2 separate regions of the Mus musculus genome follow, and region 2 is linked to region 1. Evidence: chromatin contacts called from public promoter capture Hi-C data. All regions are on one chromosome and are shown on one strand. The core of a region is the stretch at or near the end of the contact, and the rest is flanking DNA. Distances in the headings are between cores, read along the strand shown. Region 1 overlaps Stap1 (signal transducing adaptor family member 1). Region 2 overlaps Rufy3 (RUN and FYVE domain containing 3).

The links. Promoter capture Hi-C pulls out the DNA fragments that hold promoters and counts their contacts.
Region 2: a promoter capture Hi-C map of pre-B cells shows a contact between it and region 1, with 2.6 times the contacts expected there. The contact joins two enhancer-like sites. A contact is called at or near these places in 2 of 39 promoter capture datasets (cranial neural crest and pre-B cells).

The regions. Positions count from the first base shown.
Region 1 is chr5:86,084,776-86,089,097 of GRCm38.p6, forward strand. Stap1 (signal transducing adaptor family member 1) reads left to right here. Exons shown (of 9, transcript NM_019992.4): 5 at 1,875-2,047. Among named protein-coding and RNA genes, the nearest start is that of Gm24524, 7.2 kb to the left of the region's middle. Within about 2 kb of position 2,231, at least 77 of the 459 cell types and tissues checked have an H3K27ac peak or open chromatin away from gene starts, as enhancers often do. A contact at or near this core is called in pre-B cells, where this site is marked.
Region 2 is chr5:88,640,374-88,644,695 of GRCm38.p6, forward strand. It overlaps Rufy3 (RUN and FYVE domain containing 3), which reads left to right. Exons shown (of 18, transcript NM_001289774.1): 13 at 2,556-2,675; 14 at 3,695-3,791. Among named protein-coding and RNA genes, the nearest start is that of Grsf1, 34 kb to the right of the region's middle. Within about 2 kb of position 2,103, at least 22 of the 459 cell types and tissues checked have an H3K27ac peak or open chromatin away from gene starts, as enhancers often do. A contact at or near this core is called in pre-B cells, where this site is marked.

The DNA of each region.
Region 1 (4,322 bases), core at 981-3,480:
GCCACATGCCTTTAATCCCAGCACTTGAGAGGGCAAAGGCAGGCGGATTTCTGAGTTCGAGGCCAGACTGGACTACAGAGTGAGTTCTAGGACAGCCAGAGCTACACAGAGAAACCCTGTCTTGAAAATAATAATAATTAATAATAATAATAATAATAATTTTACTAAACACAGCCCACTTCACCTTGTGATAACTGTTCTGAAATAATATTGGTGAGCAAGGGCTGAGGGAGATCTACTTCGTCTATGATTTTCTGCTTGATACATATTTAGGGCAGAGCATCAACTTGCTGCGTGTGAATACATCATTTGTTAAAATGTTCCACTATTCTGACTATTGCTCCAGGGGAGCATAATGAGGAACTAGACTTGCGTCTGAGAGCAATTTAGTAGGACATGTTCGGGTGACTCAATCAAAACCACACTGCTAGAAAAGGCAGTATCAAGGGAAGCAACTACCCTAACATTCTTAGGCCTTTAGCAGAGGAGCCCAAGGAGCACGAGCTGCCCCGTTGCTTTATTTGACATTCCTCATTCCTGAGTCCCAAGAGCATGGGACTAGACAACACACACACACACACACACACACACACACGAGAGAGAGAGGGGGGGGGTTAGCTAAATTGAAAATTGAAAGTGAAGTTTTCTACTCACATGGATTCTCTTGAATGTTACCTGATGAATGTTCATTCTCCTCTGGTGGCCAAATTATAAACCAGACATGGCTGTCCGCAAATACTGACTAGCTAGCTAAGGTCACAGGTAGAAAACTGTTGTATCATACTTCCCCAGAAAGCACAGGTTGTTCCCAACTAAATTTTGAGATGTGAATGCAATTCACAAGACTTTACATGGATAATGGAATTCAAAACACATTTCTACATGGATAATGGAATTCAAAACACATTTCTAGAGAACAACGAAACTAACATGAAGAGCAATATCAACATGTTTAAATATGAATGGATGGCTAGAAATGGAGTGAACCCCCAGCAGTGTAAACCTGCTCACCTCAAACCCACGTTCTCAGAATAATGTGGGGCTTTTCCAAGTTAACTTGTAGGAAAATAAGGTATCTCCTGGCGATACTAAACTTCTTGGGCATTACAAAGGTATGTGAGTTTAGAATGAGAAATGAGAGATTAGCTGTGTGTTGGTGGCAAATACCTGGTCTACAGAGCAGAACAGCCAGGGCTACACAGAGAGACCCTGTCTTGAAAAACCAAAAAAATTAAAAGGGAGAAAGAGAGAAAGAAAGAAAGAAAGAAAGAAAGAAAGAAAGAAAGGAAGGAAGGAAGGAAGGAAGGAAGGAAGGAAGGAAGAAAGAAAAAAATTGAGAGATTGGTTGCTACTTAGCTCACAGTAAAAAGTATGTTTACTTTTACCTAAGACCAGATCAACTATGATCTCAGCTAGGCATGTTGGTAACACACCTTTAATCCCAGCACCTGGTCAATCTCTGTGAGTTTGATTACTGATCTGATGTACAGAGTGAGTTCTAGGACAGCCAGGACCACATAGAGGGACGGTATGGAAAGAAAACATACAAAACAAAACAAAATAACCTAAATAAACCAACCAACCAACCAGTTAACCAACCAACCAGTCCACCAAACAATCAGCCCACCAACCAGCTCATCAACCAACCAGTTCTGCAAACAACCAAGCAAACCTCTGTGCAGGTTCTAGTTGATATAGGGGCAGTACTGTAATGCCCAAGTTAGACTGGAATCTTCTTATTGTTCTGTCCATTTGTCTTTGAGAATGGATACTAAGTCACTACAACTCCTTGTGGCCAACAAGGTCCTCTATACTAAAGCCAGTATGCTATTTGGTTGCAGCTTTAGTTTGCCTACTGTTTTAACTGGTTTCAGTTGACAGTTCCTCAGCATGTGTCACTTCTACCTGGGCAAGTGATTAGACTGCACGAAGTCTTAGAGAGAGAAAAGAAAAGAAGGATTGAGACAGATCAGCTGCCTCTTATGCCTCCGGAGAAAGAGAAGGAGCCAGTACAAGACTATGCGGATGTACTGAACCCACTGCCTGAGTAAGTGCATAGTTGACTCGTTTATTCATTCAGTTAAGACTAATTGCTAGTTACCAGGTAGCACTACCTACCTGAACGTGTTGCCAGCAGGGATGCTAAATATCTTGGGGACCAATTGTGAGCCCTGCCACACTTCCTCTCTTATGTCATGATCAACGTTGTGTGCATTTGAACTAACTCTTACCACAGAGGAAATCCCCTTCCACCCACACATGTAGACTAAATAGATCTCCTTCCGGAGCTCAAACCTAAATTAAAGTTGCTATGAAGAAGGAAGGAAATGGCATAGATATGTGAGACTCTATAACTGGATGATTTATCATCATGTATACCAAATATTTTTAAATTCTTAGAATATTGTATTCAGTTGGTTGATCAGTGAGCATTGAACTTGCCTTCTGAGGAAAGCTTTGTGTAAAGCATTTTTTAAAAGGTACTAGGACAGTACCTGGATTCTGAAGCATCCTATACGTCTTCTTTCTTGAGGAACATATTATGGGCCTTCTCCTTTGGGGATTTTGATGCTCTTGCCATTAAAACACATCCTGGTTTTTTTCATGACATTATGTTCAGATGCCTAGTCCACTGGAACCTGCTAATCAATGCTGCCAGCTCAAACTAGACAGGGGATCAATTCATAAAATAAAAGTCACATGGACTGTTTCTTTTTCTTTTGTTCCAAGAAGAATATAATATGTCTATTGCAGATAAATAAAGAGAAGATTAAAATTAATTCTTGTCGCTACACTCAAAGATAGTTGCTGATAACACTTTGGATATATTATATACTCTGTCAAAATTTTCTATGATGATTACATTTCACTGAATATAACATGCATTATAAAACAGGGGACAGTGGTGGCACATGCCTTTAATCCCAGCACTTGGAGGCAGAGGCAGGCAGATTTCTTTTTTTTTGGGGGGGGGGCATTTTCAAGACAGGGTTTCTCTGTGTAGCCCTGGCTGTCCTGGAACTCATTCTGTAGACCAGGCTGGCCTCGAACTCAGAAATCTGCCTGCCTCTGCCTCCCGAGTGCTGGGATTAAAGGCGTGCATCACTAGCATCACTATGCCCAGCGGTAGACGGATTTCTGAGTTCGAGACCAGCCTGGTCTACAAAGTGAGTTCCAGGACAGCCAGGGCTACACAGAGAAACCCTGTCTCGAAAAGACAAAAAAAAAAAAAAAGGGAAGTTTTTATTTATTTATTTATTTAGATATTTTATTTATATACATTTCAAATGCTATCCCGAAAGTTCCCTATACCCTCCCTCTGCCCTGCTCCCCACCAACCCACTCCCTCTTCTTGGCCCTGGCATTCCCCTGTACTGGGCATATAAAGTTTGCAATACCAAGGGGCCTCTCTTCCCAAATGATGGCCAATTAGGCCATCTTCCGCTACATATACAGCTAGAATATATGAGCTCTGGGGGTACTGGTTAGTTCATATTGTTGTCCCACCTATAGGGTTGCAGACCCCTTCAGCTCCTTGGGTACTTTCTCTAGCTTCTCCATTGGGGGCCCTGTGTTCCATCCTATAGATGACTATGAGCATCCACTTCTGTATTTGCCAGGCACTGGCATAGCCTCACACAAGACAGCTATAACAGGGTCCTTTCAGCAAAATCTTTCTGGAATATGCAATAGTGTCTGGGTTTGGTGGCTGATTATGGGATGGATCCCCGGGTGGGATATTCTCTGGATAGTCCATCCTTTTGTCTTAGCTCCAAACTTTGTCTCTGTAACTCCTTTCATGGGTATTTTGTTCCCTTTCCTAAGGAGGAATGAAGTATCCACCCATTGGTCTTCCCTCTTCTTGATTTTCTTGTGTTTTGCAAATTGTATCTTGGGTGTTTTATGTTTCTGGGCTAATATCCACTTATCAATGAGTGCATACCTAATGACTTCTTTTGTGATTGGGTTACCTCACTAAGGATGATATCCTCCAGATACATTCATTTGTCCAAGAATTTCATAAATCCATTCTTTATAATAGCTGAGTAATACTAAAACAGGAAGTTTTAATTCTTTAATTTTATGTCTAAAAATACTATGGGTGACATTTTAACACAAGTTATAAATGAAGCATGCCTTTAATCCCAGCACTCGGGAGGCATAGGCAGGAGCAGGTAGGTCTCTGATTTCAAAGCCAGTTTGGTCTGAAGAGTAAGTACAATTGGGGCTATATGGCTATACAAAGAAACTTAATCTCAAAATATCAAATGAAGAAACAAAACCCTACAAACAACAAATTATGCCAAATAGAGTCAGTTCAG
Region 2 (4,322 bases), core at 853-3,352, 2.6 Mb after region 1:
ACTGATATGTTTATGATTTAATAAACTGATGTCCGTGTTCATAAATTGTGCTTTTTGAAGTGTTTGAAACTGATCCTCAGTGAGTTTTAACTTGGCATTAAGGCCAACAGAACTAAAATAATGACTTGTCTGACTTATCTTCTTACTGTCTTTGTTTCCTGTTTATCCATTTTCTCATTACCCTTCCAACTCATTTTTATTTTTATTTTATTAAGTGAAAAAGATTTGGTGAAACAGGCAAAGACCTTAAATAGTGCAGCAAATAAACTGATCCCAAAGCACCATTAAACGTTTTGCAGTTGGTCACCTCACGAATCTGATGTTACAGATTGACTCTAAAAGGAAGAAATCTGAAATTCCTACATTTAAGCTCTGATTCTATATAAAATATCACCAAAAGTTGACCTTGAATTTGTTGGACTTAAAGAAACAATAGGTGGATACATAGGTCGGGTGTTGTTGTTGTGGTTGCTGCTGTTTTTCCCCTCCCGCACCCCCAGAGTTAGAATTTTGGTATGGATTCCTCGTTAAATACCAAATAAACTTTGAGAAATATTTCTGAGTTGAACAGTAAATCAAAAGACCGTTTCTAGGAAGCCTGGGGGACGGAAGCACTGTCTGTGTGCTTGCGAGAAATAGTTCTGTGTAGGAGGGCCTCCGTCCACACCAGCGAGCCTGTTCTCCGAAGTGTAATGGTGTACAGGTGTCACCTGGTGACCCGGGACTCTTCTAAAGTAGCTCTGTCTCTTAGGCCATGAGCCCTCTTCTCTTGACTTCTGTAGGTTTAATCAACCCCCAGCCCAAGATAAGGGTTTAGTATTTCATTACAGTTCTGTTTTCAGTAACCAAGATTGCTTGCAGGTTATTTCTGCCTTAGTGATGTTGGAATAGAAGAAAAACAGCATCCTTACATTTCTTTAGAACGTAGAAACAAAGTAGTGATTAGGTAGCTCTTAACATCACAGAGTGGAAGCTTGAGAAACCCCTCTTAACACCGCCATCTTCTACCTCTGCCCTTCTCCGACATCCCACTTACTACTTAGGTAGCTCAGAGAGAACGTCAATAGAAATCCGACGTTCACATCTGCCCTGCAGTCCTGCTGGAATCCCTGAGGCCACAGTGGAGTCCTGCCTGTTGTCTTCACCTACAGCACTTGCCCAAGAGCTTTGATCACTTTTTCTGTAATGAGAATTTGCTAAATGTTCTGGGAAACTAATCTAGTTAATAAAATTAAAAAAAAATTCCAAATGAGAAATAAATAATACACTGGCATTATTGTTTAATATCAAAATAAAGATCCTCAATAGCCACGAGCAATACGAGCAGGGCCTTTTCTAAGTGACCACAGATGCAACCCTTTCTAGGCTCTACACTGTAAATAATTCTATAAATACTTTGATTTTAAAAAAGAACTATTTTTGATTTGGGGAGGCAGGCTTTTATATACATGAGCCTTTACTCCGTCCAACGATACTCGCACGATGCCCATGTAGCATAGCCTGTGCTAAGAGAGAGGCAAAGGGACCCCTCTGCTTCCAGCTCTTCAAAATCTTTACCTTCTTGGCAAACCAGAATTAAGAGAGCACCAGAGTTCGTGGGTTTCTATAGGTCCTCACCAGGCCCGAGTTAGAGCCAACTTCATGGAGGGTCCCGTGGCCCTGAACTCATTTGAATTCTTACAATTTTGCACCTGCATAAATAAAGCGCCTACTGCATTCTGCCGTTCATCAGCCTTTAACGGTGATGAGTCGCTTTTCACCTGAGCATCTAAAAAGAAGAATCAAATCAATCAAAGTTAGACTAAACATAGCATGCCTCTAAATTCTACTATAGAGAGCCTCAAATATTTCACCTTCTAAAACATGATTCTTTATAGGTGCAAAGTTATAAGACATTTAGAAGAAAGCATCCATGAGAATCTTCCAGAGAACATGGTCAGGAGTCTTAGGAACCCCAGTGCTGAGTTGTTTGCTTGGTCACATACCACCTGGTAGGAATGGAAAGGAAGGAGACAGCCAGACGTTCACAGAGTGTCCTTGTGGAGGTGAAGCCTGGGTAAGGTTGCTACAGCATGTCCTCCGGCTTCCTGCCGCACAGGGAGACTCAGGAAACGGTGGTAACCCCCCGGGAGAGGGAGCTGCTCCTGCGTGCTCCTGCTGTATGTAGAAGACAGAGTGTTAGGAAGGAAGCCGGTGGCTTCAGCGTCAATTACTCTGTACCTGAGGGTGGCTCTGGGTATGGATTTCCAAAAGTGATGTCTTGTTGTTGATCATCTAATGGCTGTAAACTGTAGTACTAGAATAAAAACAAAACAAAAAAATAGAAAATCAGCTTCTCTTCTGCCTGCTTCACCTTCATCTTGTTTTTCTTTAGAATTTGTTTCTTCTCCATCTTTTTCCCCTTCATCATTTATTTCTTCCTGTGTCCTGCATTGTCCACCTCTGTCTCACCGTACCTTCCTCCTTGGGTTGTTTTACTTTGTGTTTGTGAATTTGGTCTTCCTCCCCACCGTGGCTTTTGTTTTTTATCACAAGTTCATGTGGCTCACATCCAGATTGCGCCAGGCTGAGCGAGGCCGCCAGTCTGCTGAGCTGGACAACCGGCTCTTCAAACAGGACTTTGGAGACAAGATCAACAGTCTGCAGCTGGAAGTGGAGGCGCTCACCAGGCAGCGGTGAGAGGGGCAGCTTGGCCAGCAGGGTGCTGTGGTGGGTACAGCAAGGAGGGAGTCAGGTCTGGAGCTAGCTTGGCTTGGTCTTGCCAGTGTCCTTTATGAACAGTAGGAACTCAGAAAGCTTCACGGGTCTGAACAGTTCCAAAATCTACTCAGCAATCCCTGTGATTGAATAATTAGGAACTGGCTGCGGACCTGCTGATACAGGCTTAAAATGTCACTGAGACAGGAGGAGCCTGAAGCCTCTTGTCTTCAAAAACTGAATTAAAAAGAGGATTAAAGAGCAAGTTCCCAAATAGATAGTAACTAATGTCTAATACGATGTTAATGATAATGGTTAATGTTGTCTACATTCCTATAGTGGGTTGTGCACTTTTCAGAACACTTCACACACGTTAATGTCCTAACGTCGGTCCTTTTAATAGGTTATGTTATTGCTCCTACTTTCAGATAGAATGACAGCTTAGTGGGGTACAGTGTATCGTGGTTCACATTTTAAGCTAGTATATGACTACACTGTTCCTTTTAAACCCCGTTTCTCTGACTAACCCTAAGTACTCTCATGGGCCATCTCACAAGTCATGACTGACCAAGGACAGCGAGGGCTCCCAAGGCTTGGGCGTGGGCTGTGTGGAACTGAGCCCATGCCTGGAGACCAGCCAGATAACGTGATGTCTTACTAAAACTCAAAACGCTCTTCCTCGCTTGCAGGCAGCTTGTTTTCACCCAGGAAACTGCAACTCCTTGTTAGGAGTTACTGTAAGAGTTGCCCTACTGACCCGGGTGCTCCTACCATGCGTTCTGAATTGCCACAAAAGGAGTAAGCTGCCTTTACATGTTAGGGCATCAGTAGTCCTACTGTGCTCCACTGTCTTCCAGCTCAGTTGTCCATATGTTTCTGGGAATTCCTCAGGCATTAAAACTCAATTGCTGAACTTTAAAGGGCAAGGTTTGGCATTCTTTAGAATATATGACTACAGAAATCAGAATTTTCATTCTCTCCTCTCCCATCTCACCAGGACTCAGCTGGAGTTAGAACTGAAACAAGAAAAGGAGAGGAAGTCACAAAACAGGGGCACCCCAGGGAAGGGGGCCCAGAAGCCAGAGCTGCGCATGGTAACGTGTGTTCCCCGCTCGCTTGCTTTATTCCACTTACATTCTGTGAGCCGCTTGATGGGTCCGCCAGGTCTTTCGCGGCCCACTGCTTAACTGCTCTACCGACTGCAGACAGCAAAGCAGGCTGGGGTGGGAGGACAGTGGGATCCTGAGCTCACCTCTAAGGTGATCTTGCTCAGGTTGGAAAAGTGACTCCTTTCCTCTGCTGTTTAGTAAAACTATTATGGCATTGTAATAAGCATGTATTTCTTGGAGTCCTAATACATGAATGAACATATGCAAGGAGGTCCTTTGAGGAAGAGAAGAAACTAGAGTTACAGAAGGGAATGGCATGTAGAATGGTTAAAGAAGAGAATAAAACTTTATACTCAGTCTTGAAAGGTCTCTAGCACCTGCAGGGGTGAGCAGCCACAGTTCTGCAAGATGGTCTATGGCACCGTCCTCTGGAAATGATGCGGGGTAAAAAGCATGAGACACTTCAGTCAGAGAGCAAGCGCCTTTGTGTGTATTAATATGGATAACGACGTGGGG